Linked DNA regions of Mus musculus: region 2 is linked to region 1. The links are chromatin contacts, called in public Hi-C maps. All regions are on one chromosome and are shown on one strand. The core of a region is the stretch at or near the end of the contact, and the rest is flanking DNA. Distances in the headings are between cores, read along the strand shown. Region 1 has its middle 87 kb from the start of Larp4b. Region 2 has its middle 77 kb from the start of Gm40665.

The links. A called contact is a pair of places that touch in the nucleus more often than the background predicts.
Region 2: a contact with region 1 is called in a Hi-C map of neutrophils, with 4 times the contacts expected there. The contact joins two enhancer-like sites. A contact is called at or near these places in 1 of 15 datasets of contacts at CTCF or cohesin (large pre-B cells), 2 of 484 Hi-C or Micro-C datasets (embryonic stem cells and neutrophils) and 1 of 115 datasets of contacts at active chromatin or transcription factors (bone marrow-derived macrophages).

Annotation. Positions count from the first base shown.
Region 1 is chr13:9,178,867-9,182,224 of GRCm38.p6, forward strand. No RefSeq gene overlaps it. Among named protein-coding and RNA genes, the nearest start is that of Larp4b, 87 kb to the left of the region's middle. Within about 2 kb of position 1,570, at least 84 of the 459 cell types and tissues checked have an H3K27ac peak or open chromatin away from gene starts, as enhancers often do. A contact at or near this core is called in bone marrow-derived macrophages and neutrophils, where this site is marked.
Region 2 is chr13:9,871,636-9,874,993 of GRCm38.p6, forward strand. No RefSeq gene overlaps it. Among named protein-coding and RNA genes, the nearest start is that of Gm40665, 77 kb to the left of the region's middle. Within about 2 kb of position 1,641, at least 52 of the 459 cell types and tissues checked have an H3K27ac peak or open chromatin away from gene starts, as enhancers often do. A contact at or near this core is called in bone marrow-derived macrophages and neutrophils, where this site is marked.

The sequences.
Region 1 (3,358 bases), core at 320-2,819:
CCTGCAGACAGTAGAGGCCAGTGGTGTCCTCAGAGACCCTCCCCATGTCCCTGCCCTGCCACCTGCAGGTCAGCGTCTCAAAGATGCTGCAGCAGCATGAGTATACATTCCAAAACCTAGAGGGAGAATAGCTTGATGCATGGTTTTTAAACTAAGAACTGCCGCCCAAACTGCACATCTCATTGGTCAGAAAATGGACTCTTGGACCACTTAGGGCCACCCAGGGCTTTGATCACAATCAGGACCATTAAGAAAGAAGGACAACTGGGCTGGCTAGTCTCATGTCAACTTGACATACAAACTAAAGTTAACCGAAAGGAGGGTACCTCAATTGAGAAAATGCCTCCCTAAGATCTAGCTTTAAGGCATTTTTTAAAATTAGTGATCTGTTGGAGAGGGCCCAGCCATTGTGAGCGGTGCAATCGCTGGCCCGATGGTCCTGGGTTCTTTCCATAAGGAAGCAGGCTGAGTGATTCAGGGGAAGAAACCTAGTGAGCAGCACCCCTCCATGGCCTCTGCATCAGCTCTGCCCGCCCCGCCCCCCCCCCCCGGGGTTCTGATCTGATTTCCCTCGATGGTGGAACAGCAGTATGGAAGTGTAAGCCAAGTCAGTTCTTTCCTTCTCCAACTTGCCTTTTGTTGCAGCAATAAAAACCCTAATAGCCATCAGTATGCCCAGAACTGGTGTTGGAAGGTGCTCCAGGGTCGTGTCCCCCCCCCCCCCCCCGCGTCTTGCTGGTCCCCCAGCTGCCAGGTGCTCAGCTACTTACTGACAGGCCAACGTGATTTTAGCATAAACTTGATGCAATACATCTAAGGTATTACACTCCTCCACTCCTGCTCCGCCCCACACCCTCTCCCCACAAAAGCAGTATTTCCACCTGTATCCTTAACCATTCAGACATCTGAGGCATCCTGAGCCTGTTACTCCTTGGCCTTGGGCAAGCTCTGATTCTAGACCTCCAGAGACCACTCACCCACGTTCAGCACATCCATGCCTTACATGCCTTTAAAGGGTCTTCAGTTCCCTGCTCCTCCCAGCAGCCCAAGGATCCCCCCCCACCCCCCGCAGGCTGTGGCCTCCCCTTGCCTCAGCTCCTGGGGCACTCACAGAGTAACTGACTAGCAGAGATGGGAGCTGTCACCCACCCACCTCTGACTTCATCTCCAAACGCTTACCCCTTCTCCATCCACACTGCCGCGTCCCCTTCCACAAACATACCACATTGCCCCATAGCAAAGCCTCTGATCGTCCAACACCTTAGTTCAAATACCCCGCGACATGGCCGTGGTCCTCACAGAGGCTGGCAGCCTGCGCCCTGCCACACACCGTTTGGTTTATAGCTGCACTATCGTAACTTAAAACTCATCGCGTTGTTTACTTGTTTTTTATTAGAATCCCCAGAGTAATCAGCCATCTACTATCTTCTCCTAGTGTGTGAGGTATTCACGGTGTTGTGGTGAGAATATGAAATTCTCCTTTAGGGTCATTTCTTTGAACAGTACCCTGAGGGTGGTGGTTTTGGAGCCTTTAGGAGGCGGAGCTTCACTGGAGGAAGTAGGTTAAACTAGGAGCAGGCCTGGAGGTTTAAGCCTCCCTCCTTGTTCTCCGTCAGCTTCCTAACTGTTACCGGTATGACCGCTGCTTCCTGCTCCTGTGGCCGGGACTTCCCCGCCACCATGGACTGTATCGCCATTGAGCTTTAACTGGAGATCAACCCTCATGTTCCTAGCTTATGCTCTCGTTTCCAGGCAGCGTGGATTCCAGCCCAAGGAACAGTACTGCCCACATTTAGGACAATAACAATCGGTGCAGTCAATGCAGTCTAGAGACTTCCTTACAGACGCACCCAAAGCTCTCTCTCCTGGGTGGTTGTAGGTCCTGTCAAGTTGAAATAGAGATTTAATGGTATTCTTGACTAGACTAAGTAAACAAAATATTGTTTCCCATATATAGAGGATTGTCATGGTTAAGGAGCATGGGGTTCTAAAGTCCAGAGAGCCCCCTGATACCTGCAGTGTCTGCTCGTGCATCTGAGGTCAAGGAAAAAAATGGGTTAACGCCACCGAAAGCATCCACAAATTGTTTTTTAGAATCGGGGAAACCGGGTCTCACTCCTCTTAGACACACAAGGAGGTAGGTTCATCTCCAGTGGCAACCACAGAGTCCCTAAAGGGCCTGTGAGGGTAGGGACTCTTTCAGTGAAGCGCTCCCATGGGACAGAGGCCACCTTGATGACAAGGGATCGCCCAGCCAGAGTGGTCTGCAACACAGCCCCCAGCGTGGCATCTATGCTCACTGTCAGATGCACAGCAAAGCAAATGTCCTGCGTGTCAGATATGTGGTGATCACATGCTGCTCACACTGTTCCCTCGTGCTTTGGAAATTTCCGGAGTCAGCTCTGCCTCAGTGCCTCAGGACCTCTCCCTAACCTCAGGTCAGGACTCCAATAAACAGGCAGAGAGAGAGCAAAGGGCCCAGCCTCCCACTTCCTGCCTCCTTGACTATTTGCCCAGCCTAGGTCAGGTAGCCAAAGACCCATTTGTTGCTGTTTGTTAAGTTCAGCCAAAGCTTGTAATGAGGCTCAGTAGGGTTAAACTCTGTACTGTGATATAAACAGCACGAGCCCTGTGTACAAGTGTGCTCATCCCAGTAAAACATAGAAAATGCTGGTGAAATTAATGTCAAAAGACCTTATTTGATTTGGCAGGCTGAAATACAGCGATTCCAACATGCATTGGTATAAAACAGGTCCCGTTTTTTTTCTTAATGTTGCTGGGTTTTGTTTATTTAGTTGGTTGGTTGGGTGTTTTGTTTTTTGTTTTTGTTTGTTTTTTGTTTGTTTTAAGACAAAGTCTCATGTATCCCAGACTGGCTTCTAACTCACTATGTAATTAAACATGACCTTGAACTTCAAATCTCCCTGCTTCCAGATCCTGAGTACTGCAATTATAGACTTGGAAGCTGTGTGTGGTCCTGGGGACTCAACCCAGGGCTTCATGAATGCTAGGCGAGCATGTTATACCACTGAGTTATACCCCTCCTACAGCACCAGCCCAGAACAGTTTTTATTCTTTTAATTTTTTTCTAACACTGAAAACGTTTGAAATCTCTGGTGTATATAGAAACTTAAAGGACTTGATTTCTAAAGGTCCGCGTCCTGACGATGCAGTGTAGGACTCACCACCACACGGGGGTGCTCGATCCTCACCCTAAAGCACTCGAGGGAAGTCCCTTTGTTTGCAGCAAGAGAAGGTAGGAGGATCTCTTTTGTACTCTTGTTTAAAAGGCAAAGACACCGAGCTTGGTCTTGAGACAGCTTCATCCTTTTCCTCCTGGTGCTTGTAGAAGAAATTT
Region 2 (3,358 bases), core at 391-2,890, 690 kb after region 1:
TGACATCTAAGGACGTGTTAAGTGAACCCAATGACCTGCCACGGGCACAGTGAGAAAGCCCATGTTTATATGGTCCCCAGGCCCTCTCCACTCAGGTGGTATTGGTTTGGAGGTATGACGGGGTCATGGAGAGCAGCTGAGACTTGGCACTGGGAGAGGCCATTGGTGCAGCTGCAGTCAGAGGAGCAGTGGGATCCCCAGGACAGAAGGTATCATAGAGAAAAGTTGAAGTTTTGCACCAGGAAAAGAGCCCAGGAGAGGCTATTGGTGAAACTACAGCCTGGGTACACATTGGTTTGCACGTGTGTGCACTTGCTATAGCATGTGTGTAGAAATCAGAGGGCAACCAATGGGAATCAGTCCTCTCTTTCCACCATACAGGTTCTGGGGATCTAACTCAAGTCATCAGGCTTGGTAGCATGTGACTCTACCTATTGAGCAATTTATTTATCCACAGCCCTACTTATTTTTATGCATGTATGTGTAGGTGCATGTACACGTGTGTGTGTGTGTGTGTGTGTGTGTGTGTGTGTGTGTGTGTGTATGTATGTATGAGGCTGGAGTACAACCTCACTTATCATCCTCAGGAAGTCTGTCTACCTTGTTTGAGACAGTGTCTCTCATTGGCTTAGAGTCCCCCAAATTGGCGAGACTGAGGCTAGCAAGCCCGGGAGAATGCTTCTGCCTCGGCTCACACCACGCCTGCCTTTGGGCTGGGTCTCTCTTCCAAGGCAAGCACTGCTACTAAGGCAAGCAGTCCTCAGTCCTTAGAAGCTGACCATTTAGAGGCAGGAAAACAACAGTATGTGTGACTTAAGTTCTTAGAGAGGCAGTAAAGTTGCCCTTGAGCCTAGGATAAGCTGGAACTGTTACCAGATAGATCTGCCTCACCCTGCATTGAATAAAAATACAGACTTCTCTCTCAGGAGAAGTATTAGAAAATGCTCAGTTTAGGTTGAGAAGAAGGTGATCTCGATTTTTAAAAAGATAAGTCTTTTGGTGGCTATAGTCCTGTGAGGAATTCCACCACAAAACCAGAAGCAGCTCCTGCTACCTGGGGACTCTGTGAGGCCCGCTGAGGTAAGGAGGGTGAGCAATTTATGGTGCAAGGGACCTTTGAGACTGAGATCGCTGGTCTTCGGACAAGCCTGGGCAGCTCTCTACATTCTGGCCATGGGCATGGCTCAGTGGCTAAAGATGCTGCCCACCAAGTCTAATGACCTGAGTGATCCCTGGAACCGACATGGTGGGAAGAGAGAATGGACTCCTCTGAAGTGCCCTCTGATCTCCACATGCCTGCTGTGGCATGTTTGCACACATATACCAAATAAGTGCAAAACAAAAAGAGTTCTTCACATTCCTTTGAGGTATCAAAACACATACCTTTCTGGGTATTTAAAGCTTGGAACGTCCAGTGGTCTGCTGGGTATGTTCATTGCCGTAATTGATCACTTTGCTCTTCAACGTGACTTGTTTGACACCAGGAAGTGGGCTAGAAGTGTTAGTTTGAACATTGGGAGGGAATCCAGAGAGTTTGCATGATCTGACAGGTGTGTCTGAGGACATGTGACCAGACCTGACAGAAAGAGACACAGGACTCAGCTCCAAGAACAAACCATCTAACTTCCTGTGGGTATGTATGCCCTTCTCTCTCTCTCTCTCTCTCTTTTTTTCTTTCATTTTTGTACATCTTGAGACAGAATCTGATGTATGCTAGGCTGGCCTTTGAATTCTGCATGTAGCAAAAGATGACCCTGAATCTCTGTTCCTCCTGCTTCAACCTCCTAGTGCTGGGATTGCAGGCACGTACACTGTACCTGATTTACACAACGTTGGGCATTGAACCCAGGGCTTTGTGCATGCCAAACAAGTTACCACTTGAGCTCAGTGTCCCCATCTCTGACTCATCTCCACTTGGGGAAGTCAGACATCCCTGTTTCACCCTGGGTTCCTCTTTCATATCACCCTAGGGTACACCAGCCTTTGCTTCTAGATTGGAAATCCTTTTTCTCTCCCCAGGGCAGGGATGACCAGTCGCCTTTTCAGCTGATCTCATGTTAAGTTCCCCTTTCACCAGCTGCATGTAAGCTCTGCCCACTGCAGTATGGGAAGATTAGCAAAGGGAGTTGACAAGTCTTCTAGGTCATTCATTAATCTTTCACATGTTCAATGCTTAATTCTTTGTTTTCTTTCTCTAAGAGTCTAGAAGTAATACATATTAAAAGGTGACTAAAAATGGGAGCTGGGCTAGGCTTAGGGTCAAAAGGGGCTCAGAGCAATAGAGAATTAGAACAGCAAGACCATAGGGTAAAGGGTAGGTAAGAAAGACTAAAGCAAGGGAAATAGGCAAGGCCTGGAGGACAGTGTATGTGTTTGTGTGTGTGCATGTGTGTGTGTATGTGTGTGCATGTGTGTGTGTGTGCATGTGCATGTGTGTGTGTGCATGTGTGTGTGTGTGTGCATGTGTGTGTGTATGTGTGTGTGTGTATGTGTATGTAAGTGAGCATGAGACACAGAAAGATGTGGAAAGATTAGAGAAAAAGAGGAAGACACAGAGAGGCAGAAAACTGCAGAGACAGAGGCACAAAGAGGGAGATAGAGGAAGAGAGAAGAGAGAGACGGACAGAGAGACAAACAGAGAGACAGACAGAGAGAGGAGAAGGAAAGGGAGGGAGAGGGGGGAGGAGAGAGAAGGAGAGAAAGAGGAGGAGGAGAGGGAGGGAAGGGAACGAGAGGCTCTCTCAATGTCTCCATATGTGGTATACTTTAGCTTCAATTATTTTCCTCTCCCAATTAAAGTGGATAACCCTGAAATCTCTGAATGTCTCATTCTTACGGGATGGAGTAGTTCTACTCTAAGGCAGGGGATAAATTACGATCTTCAGTGCATGCCGAATGCCTGCTCTAGGACAAGCCATTTTGAGAAATGCCCATGTAATGCATGCAGTCACAAATGCTCAACTGCATCTTCAACTAAACCTCTAAGCTTTTCATTTCCAAAGAATCTATTTTGTTTATTTTTCTTTTCTGAAATGACCCAACAGTTGGACATACCTTTCCATAAACAGTCAAGAGACATTAGAAGCAGCTTTTGCTTGTAAGAGGCTTATTCATCATAATGAACCTGGTAGCTAGCAAAAAAGGAGAGTTAGAATCTTAGGGGTTTTGTGGTTTTTAAACTATTGGCATCTTGGACAAGAGGCTGGAGATAATACTGTTTAAGTAGACTCTCAGTTTGCCCTTGAATTTTTGCTCAAACTCAGGAGTTTTCTACTTTTTTTTTTTTAATAAAAGGAAGAGATCTTTGGGGAAGAGGACAGAATGGGAGCTTCCAGGAAGACTGGAATTACTGATGTAC